2 separate regions of the Danio rerio genome follow, and region 2 is linked to region 1. A link is a contact called in public HiCAR-type data. All regions are on one chromosome and are shown on one strand. Each heading gives the region's core, a stretch centred on a gene start, on an enhancer-like site or on the middle of the called end of the contact. The rest is flanking DNA. Distances are from core to core; before and after follow the strand shown. Region 1 holds the start of lrmda (leucine rich melanocyte differentiation associated). Region 2 overlaps lrmda (leucine rich melanocyte differentiation associated).

Region 1 (6,504 bases), core at 2,030-4,529:
TCTTACAAGAAAACGTAAGTATTTTACATTTTGTCAGTTTAGTGGCTAATTCGTACGAATTCGTATGAGTTCAGTCATATGAAAATGTATGATTTTTAAAAAAGAGGCGTGGCACCCAACCCCACCCCTAAACCCAACTGTCATTAGGTGATAAGCAAATCATACTACAATGTACAAATCAGATAGTACGAATTCATAAGAACTATTAATAAATCAAAAGGTTACAAAATGCTGTGAGAATGCGTTGGAACATTCCATCCTTGGTGTCCACCACAGAAGCAGACATTCCTGTCTTACCTATAAAAAGATGGGTCTCTGTCAGGTACCAAATGACCTATGGTGTAGATCAACTGAAATATGAGCACAACTCAGACCCAAAACAGAACATGATGTCACAAGATGACCACAAACAGCACAGAATGCTCAAACGTGCATTGGCTTTTCTCAGCTTAGTCGCAATGTTGTACATTATAATTCAATACATGCATTGTAAACAAATCCCAGCATTTAAAAATACCATTACATGCACTCAAATATGAAGAGCATATTTAGCCAACAGCATTGTTTCAGATCTTCAGCAAGTTCTGTCACAAAACTCAGATGTCATAAGAAGTTTTAATTTATTTGTTTGTTTAGGTTCTGTTCCAAAAAATGCAGCGTGAACGGCAGGTGAAGCAGTAATAAATGTATCAGTCAAACAAAGAGAATCTAACTGCAAGTGTAAACACATCCTTAAAGCACCAAACTGAAGAACACAGAACTACAGAATCAGTGGCTTTGATAAACACCTATAAATGTTACAAAAAAGTGGCCTTCGGGTATTGTGTGTGTAGATTAATGCATTGGGCTCCTGTATGCATATGAGAAGGGTGAGGCATCATGTGTGCGTAGATACACACACACACACACACACACACGCACACACACACACATATATATATATATATATATATATATATATATATATATATATATATATATATATATATATATATATATATATATATATATATGTGTGTGTGTGTGTGAGTGTGTGTATCTACACACACATGATGCCTCACCCTTCTCATATGCGTACATGAGCCCAATGCATTAATAATAAAAATCATCATGAACTTCCTGTAAATATGGCCGGTTAGGGTATTCAGACCAGCGGCGAGGCTACACAGTGGCACTAGCCAATTTAGATTGACCACTAGTCCACTCAAGCAAATGAGTAACAAAAGAGTTTGTGTTAAAGAACAGCCCTGTGTATGTGACAATATTAGCTCAAAGAAAGCGCTGATGAAACTTCTGCACTTCTGTTTAGTGGTACATGGTGAATGAGCTGATTGATCAACACTGCATCCTCCTTCGCTGCACAATATATTAGAACATTATCATTATTACAATAAAAGTATATGCAATATCCATATCAAAGAGAAGTGCAAAAAAAATGTATAAGTGTTATGCGTCCATCCAAATCTGACCAATCAGATGGGCTCTTTACTATCTTTAACTCCATCTCTTGAGTAAATGCTGTTAGGTGAACCTAAAGCTAAAAATAAATAATAATGCAAGTCAAGAGAGAAAAATTACAACAGCTTATAGAAAATCTAAATTTTATGAGTGTTGTCAATGCATTTATTAAAGTTAGTTATATTGTAAGAAATATCATTATCTCAACACTCAACAACATTGCATGTTTTCCCAGTAACATGCAGCCCTAGCATCCTCATCATTGGTCAATATGCTTTCAGATGCCAGATATTCCATAGCTTTGGCAAAGCAGCATGTAAAGTTACTCTTAGTGAGGATTAGTGCTGTCAAACTATTTTGTATAAACAACTATTATATACAATATAGTCATTATAGTCTTCAAAAATAAACAGTATGCACAACAATATTTTATAATTATGAAATTTTATTTTGGATGCGATCAATTGAGCTTGTTTCAACCAAGAACACCTGCTCTAAATATATATATTGCTATTTGGTGAAGCTACAAACCAAAATGAGTGTGTGTGTACTGTGATGGAGGTGAAGTTGGTTTTATATTTGCACATTCGTTCAATGACAACTTGTGACATGCTTCCTACATTGTTTACCATGGTACTGTGAATATTTAACTGAATCACATGTAAATATGACTTCAAAACAACATTAGCACTATTCAATTGGCTGTAAACAATGTTGTACTTTAATACTTGCTGGCTGCTAATATAATTTAGCTATTTGGAATTTGCAAAGAATACTTTTCTGACATTATATTATTAAGGACGATGTCCGAATGTGTGAATATAAAACCAACTTTACCTCAATTATACAGTGTACAACTAATTGATGTTGTTTGGTCTCTACTTGAACAACCATGCTTCTTGCATCCTATTATCTGAGACATTTTAGCGATGAATGACAGAATACTATATTATGTATGATGTTTAACCCCGAGACCCATTTTAATTTTTTTGTACAGCTCACATTTTGACCTTAATCATTATCAGCCAATAATGCTGTTTCTGAGGTTAATACCACTTGAGCAAGGTCTGCTTACAGTTAAATGTCGGGCCTCAACATTGAGTTAAAAACAAAGAGTAACTTACCTCAGCTGGTTGAAGCTGAGATCTAATCTTCTAGCCATTTGTCCATATTTTGTCCCAAGAAAATCTGGAATGTCTTCCCAGTCATGCCCAATGCAGGACACCTACATTTGTGAGAGAAAGATATATCGGTTATTACATCTCTAGTACTCTAAAGTACTAGTCTTTCAGGAAATATACAATCTTGAGCATTTCTGCTGATGATATAATAAATAAAAAGGTTAATATGAGGCTGTTCATATACACGTGAATGCTAACGCATCATGTACGGCTATGTGAATGATAAACCACTGTCATTATGCTAAACAACAACTAAGCAGCTTTACATATAGCCTATGTATTTTGTTTATTTTAACTAGAGTACACTTGCTACATATTATATAAATTCTCTTTTATTTTACCTACATAACACTTCATGACAAACAAAAACAAACGCACACTTAGGGGCGTTTGGCGCCACTTGTATCCATAACACAGGTCACAGGACAGCGTGTTTGTAATATTTCACTTACCTGACTTCCATTCACTACAACCATTGACTCGTTGTGTGCCATTGCCGTCAAATGACAGTTCAGAAGGAGAGAAGCATGTAACGAAGACTCCCACTGACGTTTTTTCTGGGCATAAGACTGAAAGGTTAGCTTTATGTTTTCAACATAAACTTTTAAACTACTCTCCGTATGAAAAGCTTTACTTCTTCCGCGTGCTCGTGTCAGCTGATCTTGGACGGAAGCACGCGCCACTATTCAGTTGCACAAATCTGCTCAGCTATGAGATACTCCCGAAGATGTTTTGCCATGAAAGTAAGCCTAAAAAACAATAATTAATAGCTATAGAGGCAGGTTTCATTCAAAGGCAGTTGTTTTAATCACTGGAAGTGTGGACAAATCGGCAAAGTGTGTGTTTACATACAACAAATTGCAATTCAGAGCGTATGTTTCACTGCATTATCATACTGAACTGCATTTCTTAGCATTGGAGTGTCATACGCTGCTTTACGTTAAAGAAAGCATATTAAAGTTTTATTGTTTATCGTCGTATGACAGGACACGCAGAAAGAGAGTCGCTCAAGAGCTTTGGTTGGGAGCGTCGTGACGTCACTATGGATCCTCCCATAGGCGGAAGTTTTGGACGCGCAGACAGTGTGGAGACAAGTCGGATTTCTTGTGCTGGCGGCACCGCGCGAACACTAGAATAATGTACCTACTCGGTTTGACTTCCAAAATGTGCCTGGTTAGACCTCACTGGAAATTTCTTTATATTATCGTCTTTGTAGAAAATAAAAGGAGTGTGCCTGTAAATGTTCGAACCTGTGGTTTCACGTTGGAGCGCGCGCTTGAGTGTTTTACCTATAAGGTAAAGTGGTTCGCTGTAGTGCCTTTTAGCAAATTTAATGATATTAAACGCTTTGTAATGCATGCCTAACTCATGTTAGTAAACAATTGTGTTTTATTGCAGTTGTTACTATTATTATTGTATGTTATGCTTTAAGAGAAAGGAATCGGGCGCTAAATAAAGCTGTTTGCATTTTAAATCAATGGAGTTGGATGCCATTTCTGCGGTGTAACGTTACTTGTGTTAGTTTTTTTTTTTCTTAAACACTAAAATTATAATAGCCTAAATACTGTTTTTATTGGAACTGATTTTATGCTGTTTCTATTTTAGTGTGCTTTCAGCAACCCTTTCAAATCTAGCCAATTCGTAACATGAGGGGGGAAATTCTGTGTAAAATTAAAGTGAAATCGTTTATTTTGATAAATTGTATTGTGCGATCCTTAAACTTTTGAGTACAAAAAAAAATGTTTTGCACTACTACGTGGCTTTTGGCCGCTTTAGGCAGCTCTCTAAATGACTACATTTAGTCATGCATAAACATGACGATATGAAATATATGAAAATACATTTGCATTTAAATAATATGAATTATGACCCACTAAAATATGCTCCCATTTAAGGATAATGCCGAGTGTTTTGTATCTGATTCAGAGGCTCATTCGTCATGCAGACAATAAAGAGAATATTTTTACCCGATGCTGGAAATTTATGGTTACCCTTCTCTGCTCTAATAACTCACGCAGTGTGTCACGCGCTGACAGCCTGTGCAGAAAACAATCACACTTCTTTACATACTGAAGAAAGATTCTGCGATAAGCTTGTTTAAAAAATGGCCGGTATCAACTTTAGGGTCTGGGTTATATTAGTGAATAATGTAGTAAATGTTTGCATTTTTAAAAACTTACATTTAAACATGCAATGCACTCTTTTAGCCAGAAAGAAAAAAAAAATTTTTTTCCTTGTTCATTTCAAATTGACTCTATATTTGTTTTTTAAGCATGTCGAGTAAGGCCTATGCATTGTGGATAATTAATTCTAACTTTTTAAATATTGCAAATGCGTTTTAAAAGCATGCATTCAGTAAGTATTGATTTTTAGAGAGGTTGTGTGTGTCTGTGTGTATGCGTGTGTGCAACGAGTAAGAGGATAGAATAGTTATTTTACGTTAATTAAAATTTAGGCTATATGATTTTAAAATAAAATTATTGTAATATTATTTTAAACGATAGATGTACTTGGGAAATTTGACCATTTTATTTCCTTATTTAAGAGGTTGCATTTTATATGTAGCCTATACGCTAAGTGCCTTAAATAAAACATCATATATTTAATTGCTATGGCAAACCAGCAAAGTTCACTGTTTGTCATAGACCAAGTGTTATCTGTTTCAATGTGTCTGAGATCCTCCAACAAAATATACATTTCTTTCACGCTGATGACTGTCCACTCCAGGTTTTCTTGCTCTCCTAGATGACCTGTCAAGCGGATTACCGCAGAAAGAGATTAATGGTGGAGGCGGGTTGCAATAATAATCGTTTTGTTTGATGTGACAACTTTGATAGGCGTTGATTTACTTACAAACTGATAGGCTTTTAATTGAGCGCCTCCATCCAGTGAGAGATGAAAGGCAAAGCGCATTGAAAAGCTGCCCGATTGCCCCGGAGCCTCAATACTGATTAGCCGTCTCAGCGGTGAATAGTTCAAGGCATTTTAAACTTCTTTTCTCAAAGGTCTGACAGACCATTTCTCTTTCTTTTATGTCTTTTGGTATCGTCAAATAAAATTAATAATTTTATTGTGTGTAAATAAAATGTACTTGACATGAATGGGGAAACTGTCTGGACTATTTCTTTAATAATTAGTATTGTATTCTCGACTCTGTTTGACATTACAAGTGAGTAGAAGTTTTGTTGTTTTTCCGCTCGAGGCAATGTGATACCAGTGAAGTTCACAACTCCAAAACATGTATAGAGTCCGGAAAAACCTGAAACTGCATGTGAGACGAGGAAAATATTACTGGAAGTAGCTATTATCTACACCTGTCTGAAACCTCTGCGTATTAAAAAAAAAAAAGAATTTCTGCTCATGCAGACGGAAAAATCAACAAATAGCCTATATTTACTTGTTTTAAATTCAGGAGGAAATAAGTTTTATAAACTTTGATAACAACAATGAACTTTATGTAGGGTAATTTACAGTATGAAAGTCAATGGTAAATTTAATCATTTACACTTACAGCAAAATGTTTAAATTCATTTAATGTCTTTATTTTTATTTAATAGTCTACCTTTTGCTTAGCCTATATACAAATTGCTATATCATGAAATTGTCCTCAAAAAGTTAGGCTATTGAAAATTCACAAAAAAGCCTACTATTATAAAAATAACTTGTTTACTCAACTGTGGCTATTCCTAAATAAACTGTAATATAAATGACCAGTGTTGCTTTTCTGTCTATATAAATGAGCAGTGTTGCTTTTCTGTCTGCCTCGATTTAAAATAGCCTAAACACGGGCAATGGCATCTTGTCTTACCGCAGGTTTAAAACAGAAACCTTTCCAAACCTTTCCTTCAAATTAAGTGACTCTTCT
Region 2 (6,372 bases), core at 2,967-5,466, 350 kb before region 1:
GCGGCCGCTAAGCATTAAATGCTGGAACTTTTTCAATAGCTGTGCTCAAAATGGATTTACTGTGGCATTTTGTTACCGTTTTAAAAGAAATTGTTTTATTTGTTTCACATGTGATCATTTATTCATCTCCATCACTCTCAAATCTGCATGTCCTGAAACGTCTCGTCTTATTTAAGCAGACAGGTTGCACAACACTTTATTTTCCATTTTCCAGTCATCTTTTCTCATTTTCCAACCGACAAACTATCCTCCAAATTAAAAACATGCCCGGATGAGGTTAACTCCTATGCATGCTTTTCAATCTTCAGTCGCTTTAATGCTGAAACAAAATAAGTGACTTCACCATCATTCTACTCTTTTTCTTTCTCTGTACACATGTATACACAACTCGCCGACCTGATTCAACCACAAGCTAAACATTTATGATTCTACAATTGCACAAAATCAAGCCATTCTTTCATAAACTCAAGTAGAGAGGTGGACGGAGATGTGCTTGAAAACTAGGGCTCTCAAATGCAAGAGAGAGAAATAATTGTGTGTGCGACGGATAATTAAGCGATAGTGACTGTCGTGAACGTGAGCTGTCAGTCCGATCGAGAGCGCTGTCACGCCACACGATGCAAGGCCGAGCGGACAGGCGCCGTCCACTTTGATCTGGGCTCATGCATACAGAAAGAGGTCAGGTCGTGGTCATTAAAAAGACCCTCCTCTAAACAGCCAGGCGAGAATGAAAGGCCACGTCTTCAAAGAGCTGCGTACAAGTAACCTCTTAAGAGTTTCTGACAATTTGCGGCGAACAAACAATGGAGGCTAAGAAGAAGTGGGATGGATTAGCTTACGGTGCCTTAGCCTTTTAAGTTCTTATAGTCATCCACACAGAAAGGGGAGGGTTACACAAATCATTCACATGGTCAGGGTGTCTAGTTATTCAGCCACGTTACATAAAGGAAAGATACTTAACCGGCTACTGAGTCACCTACTAAACCAGGCCGTTTTCTGTCGATTGGTAAAAGCTTTGATTCTGTAGTGTCATGCGACTCTGACTTTGTAGTAAATTGAAAGCACTTACTTGGTCATTTTTTGGCTTGACCACCTTCATGAAAGCTCCACGTGCTTGGGCCTCTGACCGCTCCCACTGGGTCACTCTCCTGGTGTCCAGGAACTTCAGATTTGTCAGCTTATGTAGTACAAAGTACCTACAGATCAAATTAAAAGTAGCAACACAAAGCAGATTTTTAGTAAACTGGATTACAGGTCACAAAAGCAATATGTTCTTGCTTTATAGAAGTTTACAGAACTTAGTTTTTAAACCTGAACAATTATAGTACATTTTGTACATTCAGAGATGTCTCTCTGCTATGGATGTGACAGATGTGAAATTGCCACTTGTGTGAATTTTATAAATCAAATATAATTGTTTGAAAACATTGACAGATACATTTTAGAGTATTTTTAAAGCACTGTAGAATACAAGCCTACACAAAAAAAATCGCAGAAACAGTTTTGCTATTTTGGCAAAAACTTAATTTGTTTCATGGCAAGGTTGGCATTTGCATGAAATTGCTCATATTCCATAAAAAAAAAAACGTTTACAATATCATGCTTACTAGTGCATAATTTTGCCTACTATCTGCTTTTGTAATGCTTATGGATACAAAACATCATTTACAAAAGTGTAAATGATCAAACCTTTTTAATTGCAATATATATATATATATATATATATATATATATATATATATATATATATATATATATATATATATATATATATATATATATATATTCTGTTGTGTATTTCTGTAATATTATTTTATATATTTTTTTCTTTTATATTATTTTAGCAGTACTTTAACGCGATGTAATGTGACCAGAAGCGTTGTTATCAGATGTTTTATTTTTCACTTCTGTTAAATTTATTTAGTTTATGTTGTAGATGAAACGAAATTGCCTAGAAATACAATATACATGTTAGGCTAAACACAATTCAAAGCAGATTCATTGTTTGGTAACAGTAAACCGCTACTTGCTTGTATCAAACTTGTCCTTACATCAAAACAACGTTGAAGTCAGTATGTTTGGTCGTTTACACTTAACAGCGTGTTTGTTGTTGCTGTTGAGTAATACTTTTGCACTCTCTCGTTTGATTTCCAGCGTGTCATCTTCTTCTATTGGATTGTCCCCTAAAGGCTGAATTACAGTCCTGCGCTACAGCGCCTTGTTAGTCAAACTGCGTTATTGCAGCCCCTTAGTTCAAGAGGTCCAAAAACAACTATATATTGTTTGACTCAACAAATCCTATAAATTTACCAGAATTCTAACCGGAAAATGAACAAACACATAAGCAAAAAGCAAAAATATATATATTCAATATAAACAAAATGTATTAAAAATAATAAATAATAAGCCTAAATAACTCAATAATTTGAAAGCTAAACTAAAACAACACTGTGTGCATTAAAAACATTGACGTTAACACATTTCAGATAATAAATTAACATGACTTATATTTAAATTATTATTATTATTATTATTATTATTATTATTATTATTATTATTATTATTATTATTATTATTATTATTGTTATTGTTATTATTATTATTATTATTGGTGCTTTTTAATATGCCTTGAGCAGGGTTGGGCAAAAATACATTGAAATCTTCATTCATTCATGTTCTTTTTGGCTTAGTCCTTTTTTAAAAAACGCAAACTCCACACAAAAAATGCCAACAGACCCAGCCGAGGCCCAAACCAGCGACCTTCTTGCTGTGAGGAGATTGTGCTACCCACTGCTCTAAATGTTTTTGCCACATACTGATTAACTATGTCAAGGTTTTAACTAACATTACAGATCAGCTACTGGCATTTTGAACAGCCAGTGAAGATTTGTAGGTATCGCCACTGTAGGACTTTTTTATTGTTTGTCTTATTTTCCTGTCTTATTTTGACTTGCTCCCGAAATTCACCCCTGCTATTTGTCTGTTACTTTCTTTTTTATGTGATGCATACTTTTCATCCATACTCCAAGCATTGATCAACGTCTTTAATATGAATTATTTTTTTAGTCTGATATCAAGCCTAGACAAATAACCAAAAAAGCACCAATCTGAGGCCACATTTTTACGAAGTCATTGTGTAGACTTCTTACAAAGTATTTTACAGTAAAAATACAAGTCATTAAAGTATTTTGATACGAAATATAAACCCATTTTCATAAACCCTATTAGATACAAATTACAAAATACTATTTTGTATTTAAAATCTGTAATACATGTACCATAAACACTACCCATCCCTGACCTTGAGTTTGTACAGTGCTGGGTAAAACTGCATTTTCTTATTGTGCACCTTGGGCATGGAATAATTAGCAAAAATATTTCAAACTAAATGAAATTGGTCTTTTGGTGAATTTTTTGTTGAGAGGATTGATGAATGTCTTGTATTTTAAAATTGTTTACTGTACGGCCGTTACCTTGGCCAGGTCTTTTTATAAAACAGATTTTAAATCCTAATGAGATTTCCAGGTTAATAATAACAATAATAAATAAATAAATAAATAAAGTCATATCATTTTTTTTTTTTTTTGCATGTATGTATTTATTTATTTATTTATTTATTTATTTATTTATTTATTTATTTATTTATTTATTTATCTATTTATTTATTTGTTTGTTTGTTTGTTTGTTTGTTTATTTTATTATTATTTTGTACTTCAAATCAATAATACAGCTGTCATTATATTTTAGCAGTAATGTATTTTGCATGGAAAAGTTTGAAAACAACATTAAATACCTATATCCACCACAAGTTTACAAAGGAAAAACTGACTGTGGCACAAAGGCGACGAATCAAACTCAAATCTGCAAGACAACTACATAAAATAAATCTCAAACCAACACTCCCGTCAAAAGGCATTAAATTAACCGCAGCGGTGTTTGTAAATAGGTAATTAACTTCAAAATATGTAAAAATACGGACAACATACAAACAGATGAAAACCCCGCATTGACAGAATCTGCCAAGCTGTCATTCGCGCAGCTTCACAGATATCTCTTTACGCTTTCGCACACTCTCTGTCTTTCATTCAGCGAGAGAAAATGACGTGAGATAATAGCAGGAATACATAGATGACAACAGATTCTTTCACAGGCTGACTGGAATGGAGGAAGAAGCATGTCAAGACTTCAAACGGAGAGAGAGAGACAGAGAGAGACAGACAGACAGAAAGAGAGAGAGAGACACTAAGTGGAGGGTGTGAACAGATGTGTATATGGGCAGTGACAGATTCCCAACCGAGCTCTCATGCAAAAGCCAGCAACAAAGCCGTGATGATGACAATGATGAAGGACGAAGGCGAACCCATGCTACGTGTTTATTCCTGATGGATCACAGAGAACACAATTGCAGATTGATCCTATTAAGATAAGCCTGAATCCAAAACGTGCAGGGATGTGTTTTCCACCGCATCTATTCAGAGTTTATCTGTATTTGCATAAACAGGCCAGTCTGTCTCTTGTGCATGTGCTCACTCAAATGTGTACATCAGTACAGCAAAAACGCAGTACTGTAGATTAGCTGTAGATCAGTTGTCTGAAATACAGACGACAGATAGTTACTTGAGCAAAACTAACTTTTTATTTTGGTTTTACTTTTTATTTATTTTATTTTATTTTAATTTTACTATTTATTTATTTTTTTATTTTTTTTTGGGGGGGGGGTAATTTGAAATTAATGTAATGTTTTAACTAAATTATTATTATTATTATTATTATTATTATTATTGTATAAATGATATATATATATATATATATAAATATATATATATATATATATATATATATATATATATATATATATATATATATATATATATATATATATATATATATATATATATATATATATATATATATACACACAGTTGAAGTAAAAAATAAATAAATAAATATATATATATATTTAGTATTTAGTATTTCTATATACTGTACATACATGCATATATATATATATATATATATATATATATATATATATATATATATATATATATATATATATATATATATATATATATGTGTAATCTTTTAAAATTTTTAAAATAATTTTATTTATGAATTTTATGGTAAATTACAATAAAAAAAAAAAACAATTGAATTTTAAAAAGTATAGATAGTATCAATGTAAGCATGTACAATGAAATCAAACACCCCAGCATATAGGCACACAACGTCATAAGACGTGAATATAAGGTAAGATTTAGGTCATGACATCGAGTGACTAAAAATGAATGTCTAGCCAGCGTCTAAGGACAACATTACTTTGACATCCAATAACGACACTAAATGACGCTGATATTTGGTTGATTTTAGGTTGTGTTGAAGAGTGACCAGAATCCAACATCAGGCCAACATCTTAAACAAACGTCATATTGATGTCAAACACTGACATTTGTTCATCAGGCAACCAAAATCTAACGTCTGATAGATGTCAAAGTGGTAAAGTCCACAAAAAGTCAAGCTGTAACATCACTAGATGTTGATATTTGGTTGATTTTAGGTTGAACGTTGGACACTGACGTCAGCTTGACGTTGAGTTCTGAAGTCAACTCAATTTTAATTTCAAAGCAAAATGCCATGGCCCCTGACATTGGGGTACAACGTCAATCTGACGTCATGTTAATGTTCTGTGCCTGCTGGGACAACCCACTCTACTTTGAACTTAGGGAAGAAAAAGAATCAATTTGCTGGATCAATGACTATATTTGACAATTAAACAAGTTCTTGTGCATATTTCCGAAATGGGTCCCACATTTTGTTGTTAAACTAGTTAGATCAATCTTAAGACAAAGAAAAGGAAAAAGAGGACATCACAAATAGACTGCGTTGGGGTTGGAGGTTTCTAATACTTCCACCTAAGCAATATTAGTCGTTTGGCCAGAAGCACAATAAAAGCTATGCAATCAGATTGTATCTTTGTAAGATTATATGACATTGAAAAATTCCCAAAAGGATTTTCTTCAAGGGAAAGTTTTTTTTTTTTTTACTTAATTGAAATATTTCCCAAATAATGTTAAACCGAGCAAGACATTTTTTTTTCCATTGTATTTATTGTAATATTTTTTCTTTTAGAGAAAGTTTGATTTGTTTTATTTTAGCTAGAATAAAATAATTATTAATTTTTAAAAACCATTTTAAGGTCAATATTATTATCCCTCATACATATATATATTTTTTGATCTTCAACAGAACCAGCTGTCATTAGGTGTGAGATGTCATGGTTTTGGAAGCATCCGATAGACAAATTGACAACATTTGAGTAAATTGGAGGCATATCTGTTTTTATAATTTGAGGCAAACCTCAAACACATCAGA

What was found. HiCAR-type assays count read pairs that join an accessible place to other places.
Region 2: a HiCAR-type map of caudal fin shows a contact between it and region 1, with 8 times the contacts expected there. The contact joins the enhancer-like site here to the promoter of lrmda in region 1. A contact is called at or near these places in 1 of 18 Hi-C or Micro-C datasets (embryo) and 1 of 4 datasets of contacts at active chromatin or transcription factors (caudal fin).

Annotation. Positions count from the first base shown.
Region 1 is chr13:19,446,393-19,452,896 of GRCz12tu, forward strand. lrmda (leucine rich melanocyte differentiation associated) reads right to left here and starts at 3,280. Exons shown (of 7, transcript NM_001020701.2): 1 at 3,092-3,280; 2 at 2,583-2,683. The coding sequence starts at 3,133. LOC137487383 (a long non-coding RNA gene) reads left to right here and starts at 3,291. Exons shown (of 2, transcript XR_011005931.1): 1 at 3,291-3,382; 2 at 3,626-4,113.
Region 2 is chr13:19,100,230-19,106,601 of GRCz12tu, forward strand. It overlaps lrmda (leucine rich melanocyte differentiation associated), which reads right to left. Exons shown (of 7, transcript NM_001020701.2): 5 at 1,070-1,196. Among named protein-coding and RNA genes, the nearest start is that of lrmda, 350 kb to the right of the region's middle. Within about 2 kb of position 4,217, at least 3 of the 62 cell types and tissues checked have an H3K27ac peak or open chromatin away from gene starts, as enhancers often do. A contact at or near this core is called in caudal fin, where this site is marked.